2 separate regions of the Hordeum vulgare genome follow, and region 1 is linked to region 2. The links are chromatin contacts, called in public Hi-C maps. All regions are on one chromosome and are shown on one strand. Each heading gives the region's core, a stretch centred on a gene start, on an enhancer-like site or on the middle of the called end of the contact. The rest is flanking DNA. Distances are from core to core; before and after follow the strand shown. Region 1 holds the start of LOC123443021 (UDP-glycosyltransferase 1-like). Region 2 holds the start of LOC123443020 (UDP-glycosyltransferase 73C1-like).

Evidence for each region. A called contact is a pair of places that touch in the nucleus more often than the background predicts.
Region 1: a contact with region 2 is called in a Hi-C map of seedling, with 4 times the contacts expected there. The contact joins the promoter of LOC123443021 here to the promoter of LOC123443020 in region 2. A contact is called at or near these places in 3 of 6 Hi-C or Micro-C datasets (leaf and seedling).

The regions. Positions count from the first base shown.
Region 1 is chr3H:73,065,913-73,071,841 of MorexV3_pseudomolecules_assembly, forward strand. It overlaps LOC123443021 (UDP-glycosyltransferase 1-like), which reads left to right and starts at 4,459. Exons shown (of 1, transcript XM_045119240.1): 1 at 4,459-5,929. The coding sequence starts at 4,780. LOC123443022 (F-box protein At4g00755-like) reads left to right here and starts at 1,723. Exons shown (of 5, transcript XM_045119241.1): 1 at 1,723-2,026; 2 at 2,422-2,838; 3 at 2,918-3,096; 4 at 3,192-3,310; 5 at 3,414-3,845. The coding sequence starts at 1,837. The coding sequence ends at 3,537.
Region 2 is chr3H:72,844,359-72,850,113 of MorexV3_pseudomolecules_assembly, forward strand. LOC123443020 (UDP-glycosyltransferase 73C1-like) reads right to left here and starts at 2,188. Exons shown (of 2, transcript XM_045119237.1): 1 at 595-2,188; 2 at 213-562. The coding sequence starts at 1,933. The coding sequence ends at 246.

The DNA of each region.
Region 1 (5,929 bases), core at 3,209-5,708, 220 kb after region 2:
CGACGTCGGGGGGCCCGGGTTCCCAGCCCCCACCCCTCCCCCCAAAGTTGCCCCGGCTAGGTTTCTTTTAAATGAAACTCGACCTAAATTCAGCCAAAAACGACAAAAAAATTAAAGGAAATTCGACGCTTTCATTGATATTTGTACAAACTAAACTAAAAACATAATTTAAAATGAAATTTAAAAACTACTATGCAGTTGCCGCCCGTCGCCGCCGTTTTCTACATGCCGAGAACCTTATAGAAGTTGGTGTAGTTGCCCCCGTCGTCGTCGTCGTTGTCGCCGCCGTCCTCCTACACTCTGTCGCCGTCCTTGCTGCACTCCTACCCTGGGTCGCCATGGCAGATGGGGCTGGACAACCCTAGTGCCTCCTCGTCGTTGTCGTAGCCGTCGTCCTCGCGGCTGCGGCGTCGAATAGCGATCTCCTCGAGGGTGCGGTGCTGGCGCTCCATCTCCTCCCGGACGTAATCGTCCCTCGCACATTTGAGCGCGATCTCGTCGGCGACGGCCATGGCGAGGTGTTCCTGCTTGACAGGGAGGAACACCAACTTGGTCTTTGGCTTGACTAGGCAGGAGGAGGAGGCTGGAGGAGAAGAGACGCCGCCCTCATTGATGATAAGGCGTCGCTGCACGTGCGCCGCCCTAGCGGCGTCTCCAACGGCTTCAACTTGAAGGGAGGAGCGCCGACGACCAGTAGGAGCGGGAGCAGGAGCAGGAGGAGGAGAAGGAAGCCGTCTTCATGCGCCTCGGCGTCCAAGAATTGTCGCGGTAGCGGGAGAAGAAGGGGGGCGTCGGGTATTCCAAATGCGGCGAGTTGCCGTCCTCGATGTGCTCGAGGATGGCCTCCAATGTGCGGTCGAGGACGCCCACCATTGGCGTCACCCCTCGGAGTTGAAGCGGTCGCGGTGGTCAGCACTGTTGGTGACGGCAAGCTAGTCGGTGTGGCGGCATTCGAAGTACGCCGTCTACAACGTTTTGTTGTTGGGGCGTACCTCGGCTGGTTCCGCGAACTCTCCGATAGTGACGACCGGATGCGCGCGGTCTCCACGCGTCGCTCAGGTCCAGAGGGCGGCGGTGGCACCGGGACTCCACCGGCGCTCAGCCTCCACGAGCTCGGCACCCGCATGTCCTGTGGCGCCGGGTAGTCCGCCTCGTAGAGGAGGCGGGCTTCGGACTCATGCGTGTGGTAGCGGTCGATGTCGTTGGCCGCCGCTCCGCCGTTGGGGTAGCGGTCGGGCATTGGTGGAGAGAGAGAGGAGGCGCCGATGATGAAAGGGGGCCGATGATGAAAGGGGGTGAAAAGAGGAGAGGGGCGTTGGCGGCGAGAGATGTGCGGCCATCGACGAGGGAGGGACGACTTATATAGCCGCAGGCGGGCGATGAGTGGACGGCAGCCGGGCGAACGCGTGGAGGGAGTGGACAGGACGCGCGTCTTCACCCCCCCACCCCCCCCGAATCAATAAAAGACCGACCGGCGGCGCAACCTTCGCTTTGATTCCCGCGGAAAACAAGACGATGAGGACGATGAATGCATCTGGTAGCTGATTCGACCGGTCCACACGCATTTCGCGCTAAAAACGTTTGCGTCGGACCCCGAACGCCTCAACACGCGGATTCGGCTTGGAACCGTCGGACCAAATTCGAAAAAACAGCCTCCTTAGACAACCGGACTGTTTTTTCACTCGGACAGAAAAAAGATTTAGGGACGTGGATGGAGATGCTCTTCGCCCCTGGACACAAGGCACCGAACGCGAGGCCCCTTGTTCTAGCCGCTTTTGACCTTCTCCTCTACTTGTGGGTCTGGACTATATACAGAGGAGAGGAGATTTGCCTGCGATGGCGTCTTCTCGGGGGTTGACTATGGAGAGGATAAGAGAATTGCCTGCGATGTCGTGGGAGGAGGGTCGGGGGTTGGACTTTCTCGAGAGCCTGGGCCCGGACAACTCCGCCACCGTCTTCAGCCTGCTCGACGACCCCGCCGACCTCGCCCGCGCCACCGCCGTCTCCCGCTCATGGCGCCGATTCGGTACGCCCTAATTTCCTGGATCTGCCTCCACATGCCTATGCGTCCATCCATCCATGTAGATTCTAGTCTAGCTACTTATTATTACCAGCCAGCGATCCACTCGATGCGGAAATTCCACAATCGATTTGACGACGATGCCACCCAAATAGGCCGCTTACAGAACCATCTTAATTTTTGCTGTTATGCTACTGACCTTATGTTCGTTTCTCTGCTCATAAGCTTCATAACGTCCCAGCTGAATTGGATCCATTATATTCCGATATTATATATATTGCTGCTTATAGAACCATCTCATATGCTGCATTGCTGCTATGCTAGCCGCTGTTTGGTTTTCCATTCAGTGACAATACTACCCACAAGGTTCAGACCAGCTGAATTTGAATCTTTTTATTCAGTTATTGCAAATCAGTTCAGCAAGCTCCTGTGCCTGCGGGTTTATCCGGAGGTTTCCAACTTCACCCGTGTTGAGTTGGGCAGCTTCAGCAATGCACACCAAAATGCTGGATCAAGTGATTGTGCCGGGTTGGAGAAGCTCGGGAGCGATCACAGGGTGTATATGCATCTTAGCCATGGTCTTCTCTCGCCGTACAACCCCAAGGATTGCATCAATCACTGCGTAGGTGCATCCAGCACTGATCATTTCCCTGAAGAGGCCATAGGAAATACCCTTGAACCGGTTGATCGTGACGAGAGGAGACCGTCTTATTGGTCGAGCGGTGGCCACAAAGATCCTGCTGTGCCAGAATGCCTGATATATAGGCTTCAGTCGGAGCTGTGTCTCGTTGATGAAATCAAGATACGGCCATTCAAAGGTCTGGCACCTAAGACTTGATTCAGCCTTCTTTCTGTATGCAAAAGATGCCTTCTGTGCTAATACTCTTCACCGTGCAGCATTTTTCCGACGTAATCATCCGATATACTCAGCAAAACATATCCGATTCCACATGGGCTATGTAAAGCCACCCCTCTGGTCTGAAACACATGTACATGTTCAAACTGATGATGGGGAGCTGATTGATGATAGCAATTATATCTGGACGTACACATCTCCGGAATTTCCAATGTTGCAGGTCAGTGGGCATACATATTCCTAGCTGTCTTTCTTTTTTGTGTAATAAATATAAAATTTAGGTGTTTGAAAGTAACATGAGGTGTGATATTCCAGGAAAATGTGATGCAATCTTTTAAGCTACCACACCCAGTTCTATGTATCGGTGGAGTGGTAAAGATTGAGCTTCTTGGGAGGGTCCACAAGGACACGGTTGATGGTCTGTACTACATATGGTGAGCTTTCGAGCACTTGCGGAAACGCTTCATTGATTTCACATGATATCTCTTTATATGATTTCGTATTACACTGATATATTGGTTATGCATTTTATCCTAGTGTGTCTCATGTCCAAATAGTGGGGAAGCCATTGTCACAAGATTTTGGGGTCGCTCCTAGCAAAAATGATGTAGTCCTCAGTTACTATCTGGATTACCACAGATTCAGGGGACGATCACAGTAAATTACATGGCTTTGTATTGTGGATCTGGCGCTTTGGTATGGCTCAAAGGGATAGGAGAATTGAACCATGCGTGTTGAGCAGGCTGTCTGGTGGGTACATAAAAGTGATGAATCAGAGGAGAAGCTTCCATGCAAGTGAAGCGTATCTTCCCGAACTCGTGTCTATTGGTTTTGAATAAAAGAAGTCCTTTGTGATCCTGTGGGAAACTGAGAATGTATTTGCTTGTGTAACTGACAAGCACAAAAAGAGACGCATGATTGAGTCCATCTACGAATGAATCAATATAAACATCTTGAACCTATTTGGAAGAAGGAATAAATCTGGAGACCTCAGGTACTAGCAATGCACATTGCATAGAAAATATAACTAGCATTTGTTGGAAAACCGATCTAAAATTTAGGTGTGGCCATCATTTTTTTCCCACTCACAACCCAGTTTATGGAGGGAAAATCTCATGTATTAAGGGCCGAGTGAATTGCAAAAAACCACCACATTTGGGGCATCGATTGCAGAAAACCACAAGGTGACTTATCTTTTGCAAAAAACGCCGATCCAAACACGAAAACGGATGTTGGTATCTGATGGACCGATTTAAACGGATAAATAAGAACAAAAACGCCGTCCGTTTAAATCGGCCGGTTAGAGTTGCCCTTACAAGCCTTGGACGGTTTCATAGGAGAATTGCTGAACCAGAGCGACAGAGCGTGCTTGGAAGCCTTGGACGGTTCTACCTAGGCTCTGTCTGTTCTTGAACACCACGAGGCACCTTGGCCAGTGCTAGGTGGATTGGCGCACATGTCACCATTCCGGCCGTCAGCTTGCCAAAAACTTCTCGGTACCCCCGAATCAGCTTTGAACTGATCGATCTCGCGCAGGTGCAGGTCCCGCCCGGCACGGGCGCCGCACTGACTTAGAAAATCCATAACCCCACTGTCGCCATGCCAAGCACTAGGGAAAATCAGATCAATCGCAAGTTGATCCTCCACTAGTGCACGCACATTTTCTTTGACCACCTACTGCTTCCTATCACGTTCCGTTCATTGACAAGTCAAGTGACAACCTCCACCCGCTTAAAATTTGATCAATTCATCGCGTCACCACGGACGTCACGGAGCATGATTTAGCCTCGACATCGGCCGTGTACGCGCACCATTGACCGGGGTGTTCGTATGTGCTCACTCGCACACACACACACTCGCACTGACTAGCTAGCTAGATTCGGATCGGATCGAGCTGCCGTCGATGGCGATGCCGGAGGAGCTGCACTTCGTGCTGGTGCCGCTGGTGGCGCAGGGCCACATCATCCCCATGGTGGACGTGGCGCGCCTCCTCGCCGCGCGCGGCCCGCGGGTCAGCGTGGTCACCACGCCCGTCAACGCCGCGCGCAACAGGGCCACCGTCGACGGCGCCAGGAGGGCCGGTCTCGCCGTCGAGTTCGTCGAGCTCCCCTTTCCCTGCGCGCAGCTCGGCCTACCGGAGGGGGTGGAGGCTATCGACCAGATGGCAGGGCTCGAGCCGGCCATGTACCTCAGGTTCTTCCAGGCCATATGGAAGATCGCCGACCCGCTGGAGGAGTACCTCCGGGCGCTGCCGCGCCGGCCGGTCTGCCTCGTCGTCGATGCGTGCAACCCGTGGACGGCGCCGGTGTGTGAACGTCTCGGCATCCCCAGGCTGGTGATGCACTGCCCCTCGGCCTACTTCCAGCTCGCCGTGCACCGCCTGTCGGCGCACGGCGTGTACGACCGCGTCCGCGACGACGAGATGGCGCCGTTCGAGGTGCCGGAGTTCCCGGTGCGCGCCGTCGGCAATAAGGCAACGTTCCGGGGATTCTTCCAGTACCCCGGCGTGGAGAAGGAGTACCGTGAAGCGCTCGACGCCGAGGCCACCGCCGACGGCCTGCTGTTCAACACGTCCCGCGGCATCGAAGGCGTCTTCGTGGACGGGTACGCGGTGGCCCTCGGCAAGAGGACGTGGGCCGTCGGGCCGACATGCGCCTCGAGCAGCATGGTCAACGACGCCGACGCCAAGGCCGGCCGCGGCAACCGCGCCGACGTCGACGCCGGACACATCGTCTCGTGGCTCGACGCCCGGCCGCCGGCGTCCGTGCTGTACGTCAGCTTCGGCAGCATCTCGCAGCTGACGGCGAAGCAGCTAGCCGAGCTCGCGCGCGGCATCGAGGCGTCCGGGCGGCCGTTCGTGTGGGCGATCAAGGAGGCCAAGGGGGACGCCGCCGTTCGGGCGCTGCTCGACGACGAGGGGTTCGAGGCGCGCGTCAAGGACAGGGGCCTCCTCGTCCGCGGGTGGGCGCCGCAGGTGACCATCCTCTCGCACCCGGCGGTGAGCGGCTTCCTCACGCACTGCGGCTGGAACGCGACGCTGGAGGCCGTCTCCT
Region 2 (5,755 bases), core at 938-3,437:
GGAGTGCGGCGTGAGCGGCGATGCGAGCATGTAGCCCTCATCCCGATACATAATAAGCTAGCTACAAGGGCATTGCAGTCCTTTTCATTACTTCTAAATTGGAATAGAAGACGAAAATTAGTCCAAGAAGGATAATGGCATGGTAATCAACGTGTCTACGGTCTGGGTGACAATTTTGCGAAGTGATGATGACATTTTTACGAAGCCAGATATTCAAAGTGGTAAATATCCAATTTTCTCGTTACCTAAAATACTAGCTTTGCAATCCGATAATGAGTTATACTAGAGCTTAGGACTGTAGTGACAATGCAGCACCGGCTTCGATCTTCTCGCCGTCGTTGCTTCGGAGCTCTGCCGCCGCGAAAGGCAGGGTCATCGAGCTTCCGTCCCTCTCGTGCCTCCCTTTCCTCGACAGCTCCGAGACGTAGCGGATCATGTCTACCAGGTCGGAGTTGGACGACCCGCCTTCCCCCATGGCCGCTCTCGCCTCCGCAGCGACCTCCTTGGCTCTGGACCTCCTCGCCATCCCCTCGGCCCCGCCGTCCATCAGCTGGGCAATGGCCTCTTGTACGTCGCCGCTCCGCACCTGGACGCCGGGGACGTTCTTGGCGGGCACCTTGACGCCGGACCTGACGCCTATGCGGAGCACGTCCACGAGCAACCGCTCGCTGCAGAACTGGTCGGCGAAGCAGGGCCACGTCAGCGCCGGCACGCCGTGGGAGATGGCCTCCAGCGTCGCGTTCCAGCCGCAGTGCGTGAGAAAGCCGCCCACCGCCGGGTGCGACAGGATGGTCACCTGCGGCGCCCACCCGCGCACGAGGAGGCCCCTTCCCTCGACGCGCGACACGAACCCCTCGTCGTCGAGCAGCGCCTTCACGGCGAGGTCGGTCTTGGCCCTTTTGATGGCCCAGACGAACGGCCGCCCCGACGCCTCGATGCCGCTCGCGAGCTCGGCGAGCTGCTTCGCTGGCAGCTGTGCGATGCTGCCGAAGCTGATGTACAGCACGGACGCCGGTGGCCGGGCGTCGAGCCATGAGACGACGTGGCTGACATCGACGTCGGCGCGGTTGCCGCGGCTGGCCATGGCGTCGGCGTCTTTATCCAAGATGCCGGAGGCGCACGTCGGCCCGATGGCCCACGTCCTCTTGCCGAGCGCCGCCGCGTACGCGTCGACGAAGATGCCCTCGACGCCGCGGAACGTGTTGAGCAGCAGGCCATCGGCGGTGGCCTCGGCGTCGAGAACGTCGCGCTGCTCCTTCTCCGCGCCGGGGTGCTGGAAGAAGCCCCGGAACGTGGCCGTGTTCCCGACGGCCCGCACTGGGAAGTCCGGCACCTCGAACGGCTCCATCTCGTCGTCGCCGACGCGGTCGTACACGCCGTGCGTGGACAGGTTGTGCACGGCGAGGAGGAAATAGGCGGATGGGCAGTGCAGTACCAGCCTCGGGATGCCGAGCTCCGTGCAAACGCCCGCCGTCCACGGGTTGCACGAGTCGGCGATGAGGCCGTCCGGCCGGCACGGCAGCGCACGGACGTACTCCTGCAGCGGCTCCGCCATCTTCCAGATGGCCTTGAAGAAGGCGAGGTACATGGTACTGCTGACGTTGTCTAGTAGCTGGTCGAGGTTCTCCAGCCCCTCCGGCAGCCCCAGCTGCCGGGCGGGGAAGGGGAGCTCCACGAGCTCGACGGCAAGGCCCGCCCTCCTGGCGCCGTCGACCGTGGCCCTGTTCCGCGCGGCGTTGACAGGCGTGGTGACGACGGTGACGCGCGGCCCCAGAGCGGCGAGGAGGCGTGCCAGGTCCACCATGGGGATGATGTGGCCCTGCGCCACCAGCGGCACCAGCAAGAAGTGTAGCTCCGACGCCGCCATGTCTTCCCGCTCTTCGCACTGGCCAACAATGACAGCAGCAAGAGGGAGCGGTTCAGGCTTATCCATCGAGCTGGTCAGTGTGACGCGTCCGGCATGTCGAGGAGTGGAGCTGCCTAGAATTCTTTGGGTTGCCTGCAGCCAAACACCGACAACACTGGTGCGCCCCGCCTATCTATCTCTCTCTCTTTCCATGTACATTGGTTTAGACACCTGCTGTCTATACCAAACCCCCAATCATCTACTTCCTCTGTATCATAATATTTGTTGTTAGAAAAATATAGTCTAGTTTTTTCCAACAACAAGTATTTAGAAACAGATGAAGTATAAACATATGTAAAAACATTCTTTACAGTCGGTTATCTTTTAGACTACCTGTAACATTATAAAGTACTCCTACTGTAAATTAATATAAAACGTTTATATCATTAACAAAGGGAGTACCAAATTAATATGGTCAGTTAATAATTATCTAAAGTAGACCATCTTCGTGCTCCGGCTGCCCTGAACGTGACGTCCACCAGTCACGACATTATTATGACAGTTCGGAACAAAGCTCATCCTGAAGACGCAAGTGATTGAGCTGAACTCGAGAAATTATCCTAGTTAATAGGCACGTACATACGGATTGCTCCTGAACGCTCAAATCGATCCTTTTATATGTGCAACTTTCACGTAAGCTAGGCAACTAGATAGACCATTATCGCTTGATTGATGGCCCGAATCCCTACTCTAGCCCCTGCTGCTCACCGGCTTACCGAGTTGCAGAGGATTGGAAGGCTGGATCCACGTACAAAGGAGTTACTTGCAGACGACCACGATACAACGCTAGAAAGCCGTCGGTAGCGACCAAAAATTAAGCGCTGCAGACGATCTATAATTCTACCGACATGCTTCCTCTTTTTCTCCATTCTCTCTCCTCCATGTCGTAAAAAATCTGAGTTGGCGATTCTTGTAGACAACTGAATCAGTATCAATGTACATGCGAGGAGTAGAGATTGTCATGGTAGGTAGGTACGGTGACCGTTTTAAGGAAGATATAATAATGCTTATGTACAATAGAGTGTATCATGTCATGGGGTTCCCCTTCGTCTTGCTGTTCGATAGTTTCTTTTGCACTCAACAATCCGAATGACATCTTTCTTGATTGGAAAAAGCTTGAAATCACCCGATTCATATTAACATGCACGTCAGCCGCCCGCTCGACCGTCCGATGACGCTGATCGTAATTTTTCTGGACGTGCACTGCACTATGTTTGGCAAAATTGATAAAAATGACCCCTGGGACGAAAGAACTCACGGATTGACCCCTCGAGGGAAATAATTCACCGGCCTGACCCTTTTGTGTGGTGCCCGACACCTAGGCGCCACACTGTACTGTGTGACGCCTAGAGGTTCGGCGCCACACAACCGACCACGTGGCATGTAGGGGCCCACCCCCAGGCAGTGTGACGCCTAAGCCTCAGGCGTCACACATTGTAATGTGTGGCGCCTGACCCTTAGGCGCCACACATTGACAGGCGCCACACATTGACTTATACAGCCACGGGCCAGCCCCCCTCCCCACCCCTCCCTCATTCCCCTCCCCCAGCCCCTCCCCCAGCCCCTCTCCCAGCCACTGCCCCCTCCCTCAAATCTTTCTCTAAATCACCAAATCTGAAGGTTTGGACCGGGCATTTGTTGTCCAATCACTCCCCTAAGGTAATCCCCACCTCTCCCCTCATTCTCATCCAAAGGAAAATCTTTTGTGTTCTTTTTTTTGCAAATTTGACGAAACCCTAGTTTTTCATGAAATATGGGATGTATATGATATTGTTGGTTTTGTTTGTATGTTAGGATAAGGGGTATGATGGGGTTAGGATTAGGGTTGTTTGGATGTGTGCATTATGATTATTTTAGGGTTAGGCTATGGTTAGGCTAGGGTTAGGGATGTTTGGTTGTGTTAGGGTTATGATGGGGTTAGGGTTATTTGGAAGTTAGGCTATTGTTATTGTAATTGTATGATTGCTCATAAAAAGGTTCTATGTTTTGTTGTTTAGGTATGGGAAGAACATGTGTTTATGTTCATCACGTGGACAAGGATGCCTTTTTAAAAGGCAATATTGATCCAGACCCGGATGAGCTTGACATGGTGTTCGATTTGTGTCCTAGCTATGGTGAATTGTTGGAACAAGTCCGAAAGGATTTGAATTGGATGGACCCTAGTGATGTAGTTGAGTTTGCTGGTAGGCATAATGTGGGATTCGGAATGCACATTCGTTGGAAGACCATGCGTGTCAACTCCGAGCAACGTTGGCTTGCATACAAGGATACGGTGGACGAATCACTAGACAAGGCTCTAGAGTTATTTGCCATGAAAACAAATGTTCCTAACTTGTTGGATTTGAAGCGGGTTGCCTCTTCGATTGTTGAAGCTATTCCTGCAACCATCAACGAAGAGGCCAACATTGAACCTCTTTCTTGTGTGTATGAGGCTAACGAAGAGGTCAACATTGAACATGAACCATTGGTAGAGGCTAATTATGAGCACTATGATGATGGTAATGTTCTTCATGACAACAATCTTGGTGATTTGGACAAATATAATTTGCAAGATACAATGGACCATTCCATTCCGTACTCACGTGGGTATGCCTCTGAGTCTGACGATGAGGGTCCTGATGAAGAAGTTGATGAGGAAGGGTTCACGGCAAAGGAGGCTGAAGCTTTCACGAAGGTATTAAAGCGTGATCACCAGACACCATTGTTCGAGGATCTTAGCCTTGCGGATGAAGCCGTGGTTGACGGAGGTGAAGGCATATTGTTTGGAGTTAGGCCACCTTCTCATCGGGACACACATGGGAAGAATATTATTTTGCCTGGGTCAAAGTTCGAAACATTCTTTGAACTGAAGATGTGGTTGGATGAATATTCTGTTACGCATTATAGACCACACAAAGTTGTTCATTCAAACATGAAGCTGCGCTACACGGTTGCATGTGAGGATAGAGGTTGTCCTTGGATTGTCCGTGCAAGACCATGGAAAGGAGGGCCAGGATGGAACATTGTCAGTTGTATGCCTCACATGTGTCAAGGCAAGAGGGTTGATGGTGCCCTATCGTCGCAAAGCCATAGACAACTAACCTCCGAGTTCATCGCTTATAGGCTTTCCAACTCCATCTCCTCTCTTCCTACAATGAGCATAAAAAGCATACAAGACCTTGTGAAAGCCCTGTTTCACTATGAGGTGAAATATGGTAAGGCATGGAAAGCAAAGCAAGCCGCATTCAAGATGTTGTATGGTGATTGGGAGGAAGCATACAACCGCATACCTAGGTTGTTGGGAGCTATTGCCCACACTAACCCGGGCATGGTTCATGTGGTCGAGCCGTATGGGGAGAAAACAAGGATTAAGAATGGAAATAGGGTTCGCGTATTTGGCCGTGCATTTTGGGCATTTGAGCAATGTGTGAGGGCTTTCCAGCACTGCCGTCCTGTCATCTCCATCGATGGCACGTTTTTGACCGGACAATTCAAGGGCACTTTGTTGGTTGCAATGGCAAGTGATGCCAATAACCGGTTGATGCCTTTGGCTTTTGCTTTGGTTGAGGCAGAGAACAATGTTAACTGGGAATGGTTCTTGCATATTTTGAGAACCAAAGTATTACCGTTTGAGAGGGAAATATGTGTCATATCGGATCGTCATCAAGGCATACTTAACGCGGTTGACATTGTCATTCCCGGCCATGCTCCTTTGCATCATCGATGGTGCATGAGGCATTTCTGTGCAAACTTCTACCGGGCATGTGGTAGCAAGGAGTTGGCGGATGATCTTCAAGATTGTTGTCAAGCATTTTCTGACAAACGATTTGCAAGATTGTACAATGCTTTGCTTGTAAACAAAAAACTTGA